2 separate regions of the Lactuca sativa genome follow, and region 1 is linked to region 2. Evidence: chromatin contacts called from public Hi-C data. All regions are on one chromosome and are shown on one strand. The core of a region is the stretch at or near the end of the contact, and the rest is flanking DNA. Distances in the headings are between cores, read along the strand shown.

Region 1 (3,697 bases), core at 723-3,222, 430 kb after region 2:
AATCAAAAATCCAAAAATATTTTTGTTTCTGTTTTAATTTGTGTGCAAAGTTTTCTTTTAGTTTTGTTCTGTCTTAAAAAGTGATTTCAGGTATAGATAAGACTTATGGAGTTTGTGTTGAAGATTTCTGAGCCAAGGCTTCGTCCGTGAGCATCGAAGAATTCACATTCGAAGGAGCAAGAAATGAAGATTATTCTTTCGACATTCAATCCTTCAACCCTAGAAGCAAGGTGAAGCCGCAATTGAAGATTATGTGACGGATTGCATTGAAGCCTCCTCAATCAGTCTGCTGCTATCTTTGTACCTGCTGAAGTGATCTAGAAGATTTTGTTCTCTCTGATGTTCTCTCTGAAGATTCTCAAGCTGAAAGCGTTATCTTTCAAGAATCAGTACGTCAAGCCTCCTCACCCAATGTGCGATCAATGCCAAATTCTGAAGAAATGCCCAACTGCTCAAGATGAAGTCAATTATTGAAGATTCATATGTTCATCCTGATGCTGTGAAGAAATCGAAGGTTAAAGCTGAAGCCAAGCTTCCATTGAAGATTGACAAGAAGAGCCAGCTACTTTTTAGGGGGAGCTTGTTGGGTCAATTAAGAAAAGAAAGCTATAAACCAAGGGGGAGATTGTTGGGTCAAAATATGGTTTATACTTTACTTTTCTAGGCAGTTGTATTTTTCTGTAATATTTGTGAATTTATGGTCTAGTTTACGGCTGAGTTTATGGCTGTAAACTCATTTACGGCACATGTGTTATCCGGCCCATATTCCAAGTATAAATAGAGGTGTTAGGGTGAGGAGTAGAGATTGATGAACCCTAAGGAGTTTACGGCCAGAGAGAAATGAGCGTTTGTGTGTGTGAATCTTGTGTAAGGAATTTAATTCATATTATCAATACATTGAAATTCATCATCTTCTTCTTCTCCTTCTCTTCTATTTTATCTGACATCATCCGTTTGATTGGGATTCCGCACCATCAAACGGATCTGACTGATACACATGCAGATTAGGGACTTACACAAACTATGGTTGATGCTTCAACGATTTGTTTTTATTACAATTATTTATTAATTTCGCATTTCATGATTACAGTGTGATTTGGTTGCCAATGTGGGAATAACTCAATTAATAAAGGTTTTGAATCTAACATGAGAGGTCTTGAGATTTAATTTGGGCGTTGACGAATTCTAATAACTTTATGATACTAACTTCTAACCAATAACCACTCATCAAAAAATGGAGTGGTCTGATTGAAGTTATTGAAACTATGGTTAACGTTTCAACAATTTATTTTTATTAAAAATACCTAATAATCCTGTATCCCAGTTAAATCCTATTGAAATATATCGATTTAAATTTTGTTAATGTTTAATCCTAATTTTTAATATATTTTTTTAAAGCAACCCATATAATATATGCGTTTCTAACAGAAGTAGACAAAACATTGAATGCTTCATTAATTTCTTCATACATCCGGTCAAAATACAAAGTCTTAAGATTAATAAAATATATAAAGTTAATTGTTCAAACATTGATATTGAAGAAACAACATTAGATATAAAAGAAGAAAAAATTAATAATTTAAATGATGACAAGACAATTATTAATATTATGAATAATATTTTCGTTAATAATTCTTTTGATCCTTTTGTTTCATTTGTTAAATACGTCTATTTATTTTAAAATTTTACTTTAAAAATTATTTAATATTTACTCCTGCTACCTATATAAATATTTAAATAATAAAATATCAAGTATCACAAATTTTTAAATAACTTAAAAATAAAAAAGTAATTTTAGAAATACGTGATGAGAACAGTTTTTGTACAACATAAAGAGAGAGAGAGGAGACACACGTTTACATTTCCCAGGAAATTAAGTGCAGTGGTCGACGTGGCAGTCCTATTGTACCATTTGGTGGGTCCCAATTCATCTACGTTTTTTGGGTTCTGAAAACAATACGTAGATCCCCCCTCCCCTTCTTTTCTTCAACAATCCGTCACTCAATATCAAAGCCAAGCGGCTTATTTGACTTTCTTCTTGTTTCTTCCAGCTCTCAATTTCAAGATCATCTCACCAAATTTTTATCTCTTTCTCTCAAACACACGCATTAACTTCTACCTATAATTTATGTTTTAATAGAAACTGAAAGTTCTTGAAAGAAAAACAAGAATTGAAGCGGTTGTTGGAGGAGAGCATATCTATCGTCACACGTTTCTTCTTCGTTTTCTTTCGATTAAAATGCTGTGTCGAATAATTTGATCATAGAGTGAGAAAGAGGAAACCGGTACTGAGATGGGAGCTTGCTTGTCGACGCCGGAGAGTTGCGTCGGAGGTAGAATAACATCGTCCAAGAGGAAATTTAGGAGGCGAAAGAAAGGCTTGAAACGACGTGTTTCCACTCGTTTATCCGATCAATCAAAGTCCCTTCCGTCTGATAAGTCCTTCGTTAATCCCACTTTCCGCGGTTCTCTCTCTCTCTCTCTCTCTCTCTCTCTCTCTCGCTCGCTCTGTGTGTGTAATAATTGAGACGATTGATCTACATCTTTTCTAAATTATCTGTGTTTCTGTTGCAATTCGATTGATTACTTGACTAATTTCTGTCTTGGAAGTAATTCCATTGTTAAAATTAATCAAAAACTTGAGTTAATGTGTTGGATTTCCTTGTTTTCGTTGGGGTTTCTTTTAGTTCTCTTATCCCTTTCTGGCACAACTTTCCAGTGGTGTTCTTCTTGAATATTCACTTCTTACTAATTTTAGAGATACTCTATCCGCTTCCACAAAAGGCTACATTTTTATAATCTTCGTTGTCATAACTAGTACATTTCAAATGATTTTTTGCAACCTTATGTTATTAGCTCACCCAAATCTACATTTTTTCATTAGCAGGGAGCACTGATGAATCTTGGTATGATTCCGCCGCAGTTCTTGATTCCGACTGCAGTGAAGACGATTTCCAGAGTGTTCTTGATGGTACGCTTTCATCTATTATACTCGATACCCATTTCAACATGCAACCTTATATCTTTCATCTCATAAATCTGTATATAAATTAAATAACCAGATGTGAGTTCTCTTAATGGGTCGGAAGGCGCCTCTAGGGCAAGCATTTCTTCAGTTCATCCAGAAGAAATGAATCCAAGATCAAGATCCGAAGGTCCTAACGAAATCAAACCGGTATACCTTGATGAAATATCTTCTTCTGTTGATGAAACTTCTGGAAGAGAAGATGGTCTGTTGGACTGTGGAGTAATCCCCAGCAACTGTCTCCCTTGTCTTGCTGCTACTGTCCCCTCCATTGAAAAAAGAAGATCTTTAAGCTCAAGCCCACCAAGTGTTCGTAAAAAGTCCACACACAAACTTTCATTTAAATGGAAAGATGGACACCCTAACGCCAATATCTGTATGTATTTTTTATCCAACTTTATGAAAACATACACAAAAAACATCGAAACGTGACATGTTTTTGAGCTTCTTTCTTGTAGTTTCTTCAAAGATACATCTACAAAGACCTAAAGCAGGTTCACAAGTACCCTTTTGTCCATTAGACAAGAAAGTGCTCGATTCATGGTCAAATGTTGAACCCAAGACTTTTAGAGTACGAGGAGAGAATTATTTGAGGTAACCATTTTTGCTTTACATAAACATTTACTTGTGTTTTATTTGTAATTACACAAATGTTATTGAATGTTTACAGAG
Region 2 (3,596 bases), core at 343-2,842:
TGACAAATTAATTATGATTACCTCGACTTGTTGCTGTAATGATTGGATGTAATTGATTATTTCATCAAGAACAAGCGCTTTCCCAATAACCTGAGAACCCAATTTTTTTTTTTTTTTTTTTTTTTAATAAAAATAGAAATATAAAACAAGAAGAAGAAGATAACAAATAAATCACACCTTATTACAACCAGGGACAAGATCTTGGAGAATTTTCATCCTTTCACTTATCTTCTCCCTTCTAGCCTGTCGACAAATTTGTCCTTCAAAAGTTATAACAGAGTACAAAAGAAAAAGAATTTAATTTTTCACATTTTAGATAAGGTTAGAAAGAAATTACTCTTTCTGCTAAACTATGGCTGTCGGTGGCTTGACCCCTTCTTGCTCGAACATGAATGTAATCTTGTTTAGATGGATCAGATGGTTTTCCACTGTTTTCTGCTTTCTTTCCAGAGCTTCTTTCAGGTTCTGGTTTTGGTTTAGATTCTGATTCGTTTTCAAGCGCCAAACTCTTCAATCGTTTGCCATCACTATCAAGCTGATTGAAAATTTCAGAAGAACTGAATTCAGAAAGGAGAGCATGAAATGAAACTGTTTCTATGGTGTGAGTTTAATAGAATAAAGGTTGGTGAGGTCGAAGAATTTTGGATCGAGATTGAGAGAATTGTTTTCAACGTAGAGAAAAAAGCATAAAGTGGAAGATAATCATGCTTTAATTTCTAATTTGAATAGATTCTTTTGGATTTCCTCCGAATTTGACCATGAAAGTCACGTGAGGAACTTTAAAGTCTAATCTGAGAAATCAACTTAGGGAAAAGCAATTGAAAATAGTGAAGCATAGTAGATATATATATCAATATTCAATAGTAAATCCAAAGCTACAGTGAATTTGATGCAATCAATATTGAATCAATTAGATTGGTAGGGTTGATTGAATATTGAATACCATGCTATTGCCATTGCTACGGCTGCTAGTTGAAACGCCTTTAGACGAATCATCATCTTCACGTCGTTTCTTACTCTGATTACTATTCCCTCTCTGGTCTACAACCATGGGATCATCCACCGCTACATGATCTCGATTATCCACAAAAGCACCGCTACCACCGCTATTATCCCCCAATTGCCCCATACCGAACGCCACCGCATTGCCACCGCCACCGCCTAGATTTATCTGAAAGGGCCAGATCTCAGGCAAATTACACAACGAAGACCCCGTGTTACCTGACCGAAAACCACCTCCATTCATCATCATCGGCGGATCCATCCACGCAATAAAACGATAACAAATCAAATCACCATCCAACTCCTGGAAACCCTAGATTGCGTCAAACAAACTTCAACTCGTGAGTGCCAAATCAGCTAGACGGTTGAAAGAGAGATGTAGATACTGATAAGTATATGTAGAGAGAGAGAGAGAGAGAGAGAGAGAGAGAGAGAGAGAGAGAGAGAGAGAGGGTGGGTGATAAAGCTGCTTGTGATCTCCTTTGACAGTGGAGGGTTGTTGGGTGCGTACTGTACCCTCCACCAGTGTACGTTAGCGAGGTAGACCTCGGGAGTTGAAAAGAAGTGACTTCTGAGTGAGGATTCTCGGAGTGTCGAGCGTTTTTCTTTTTAAATAATCACAAATCTGTAACCTGTTCTCAGCCGTACGATTCACCAAAATAAATATTTTTACATTTCATTATCTTCAATATCAAATATTTACATCTACGGAAAATTAATTTGGTAAAAGAAAACTTGCAATTACTAAATTTTTATTTTTATACATGTTGTACCAACAAAAATGCTATTTTAACCGTCTATTTCAGGTTTAATTGGTTTATATGTTCAATAAATATCATTAAATTCATATTCGTTTTCCATAAAACACCATTAAATCACCAATTAGATTCACATGTTACGAGTTAGAGATATACTTCGCCATGTTTAGAATCTAAGGCTAGAGGGAGTGATGTTATTGTTACCATACTGTATTTCATTTTGCCACACTTCAATACCACACACAATGAATGATATATCATGAAAAGAGGAAACAGAAAGAAGAGAGAGAGATGGAGGAAGAGTGAGGGGATCATGACTAATTCTTGACACATTCCTCGAACCACAGGGTCTAAACCATGGAGAGAGAGAGAGAGGTGTTCATTGTGGTAAAACATGCCACATGAACTCTATCTCATTTTTACTACATTCCAGTCCCTCTGGTCAAATTGAAACTCTAGTGGAAGTTAATCATAGTTTTAGGATCCAAAATCATAGATCTTCATTATAATTGTAAATCATTGATTTAATGTTTTGAGTAGTATGTTAATTAAGGCTTAAATCATGTATCCATATGTTAAATAAAAATTTTAGAGGTTATTGTATACTTATAGCTATAGGTCACTTGGAATATTGTTTGAAATGTTAGAATCAAATGCATCAAGGTACAACATCATTAAACAAACTCTAATGAAACACTAAAACATTACTCTAGAGGCAACAAGGTGGCTATTTTATTCCAACCAATCTTTGAAAGTCCTTATTATTAGGGGTGTTCAAAACCGGATATCCGAAAATTCGGATAGTTGATTAATGATATCCGAATCCGTATCCGAAATTTCGGATATCCGAAATTCGGATATCCGAAATTTCGGATACGGATTCAGATATTAAACCGGATATCCGAATTTCATTAGTTTTAAATAAAGAAAATAAACCCTCCAAGAACAAGAACGTTTCCGTGCATTTGTTAGGTATAATAAGACTTCATTTGGTCCGGTTAAATGCAAGTTACCTTATGACACCTGAAGATCTTGAGAAATCAAACTCAAATTACTAAAATCAACATAAAAAAGGTAACATTTATACCATCTTCACTTTGCGTACCAAGTAAAAATGTTGATAACTTGTCTTTTTGAATTTCAAATGAAAAAACCCAATGCATTAAAACTATTTTTAATAATTTTTTATATTATATATTTTGGATTTCGGATATCCGAAATATCCGAAATTTTCACATTTTAATATCCGTATCCGAATCCGAAAAACCGGATATCTGAATTTCGGGTATCCAAATTTTCGGATATCCGATTTTTCGGGTATTTTCGGATCGGATTTTCGGATTTTTCGGATCGGATGTTCGGATGCGGATATTTTTGACCACCCCTACTTATTATATCGTGAGGGATAGCTTCACATACCAAATATGAAAGCCAAAATCTTTTAATGAAATCAGATCTTATTTACATATTTGTGCTCATCCAAATCTTTTACATCTTCATATGACGTTTTCATCTTAGAATCTTTCGTTCCTTTTAAATTTTGTCAATAACATATTTAATAAATAAAATAAGATTAAGAACACTTATTGTAATTAAGGTTTTATTAGTGGATAGTCACTTAGTTAATCATGGATCACTAGTCAATTGTCCACATATAGATGTGAAGTGTTTGTTGTGCAACTTGAGGTGAATATTTTACACCTTTGAATACTTGTCCGTGTTATAATGATATTATTTGAAACTTTATTATATGAAATATTATATGTATCTATTACTGGGCTACTATAGGTACTATGTGTTGCATTTTCTTTCACTTCAAATGTTATGATGATATAG

The links. Hi-C and Micro-C count contacts between places; a contact is called where the count stands out from the background.
Region 1: a Hi-C map of leaf shows a contact between it and region 2, with 6 times the contacts expected there. The contact joins the promoter of LOC111888363 here to the promoter of LOC111888375 in region 2. A contact is called at or near these places in 2 of 4 Hi-C or Micro-C datasets (both in leaf).

What each region holds. Positions count from the first base shown.
Region 1 is chr3:68,575,142-68,578,838 of Lsat_Salinas_v11, forward strand. LOC111888363 reads left to right here and starts at 1,973. Exons shown (of 8, transcript XM_023884551.3): 1 at 1,973-2,465; 2 at 2,888-2,971; 3 at 3,063-3,401; 4 at 3,484-3,619; 5 at 3,696-3,697. The coding sequence starts at 2,294.
Region 2 is chr3:68,145,200-68,148,795 of Lsat_Salinas_v11, forward strand. It overlaps LOC111888375 (transcription factor BHLH094), which reads right to left and starts at 1,593. Exons shown (of 6, transcript XM_023884561.3): 1 at 944-1,593; 2 at 338-535; 3 at 178-243; 4 at 22-90. The coding sequence starts at 1,264.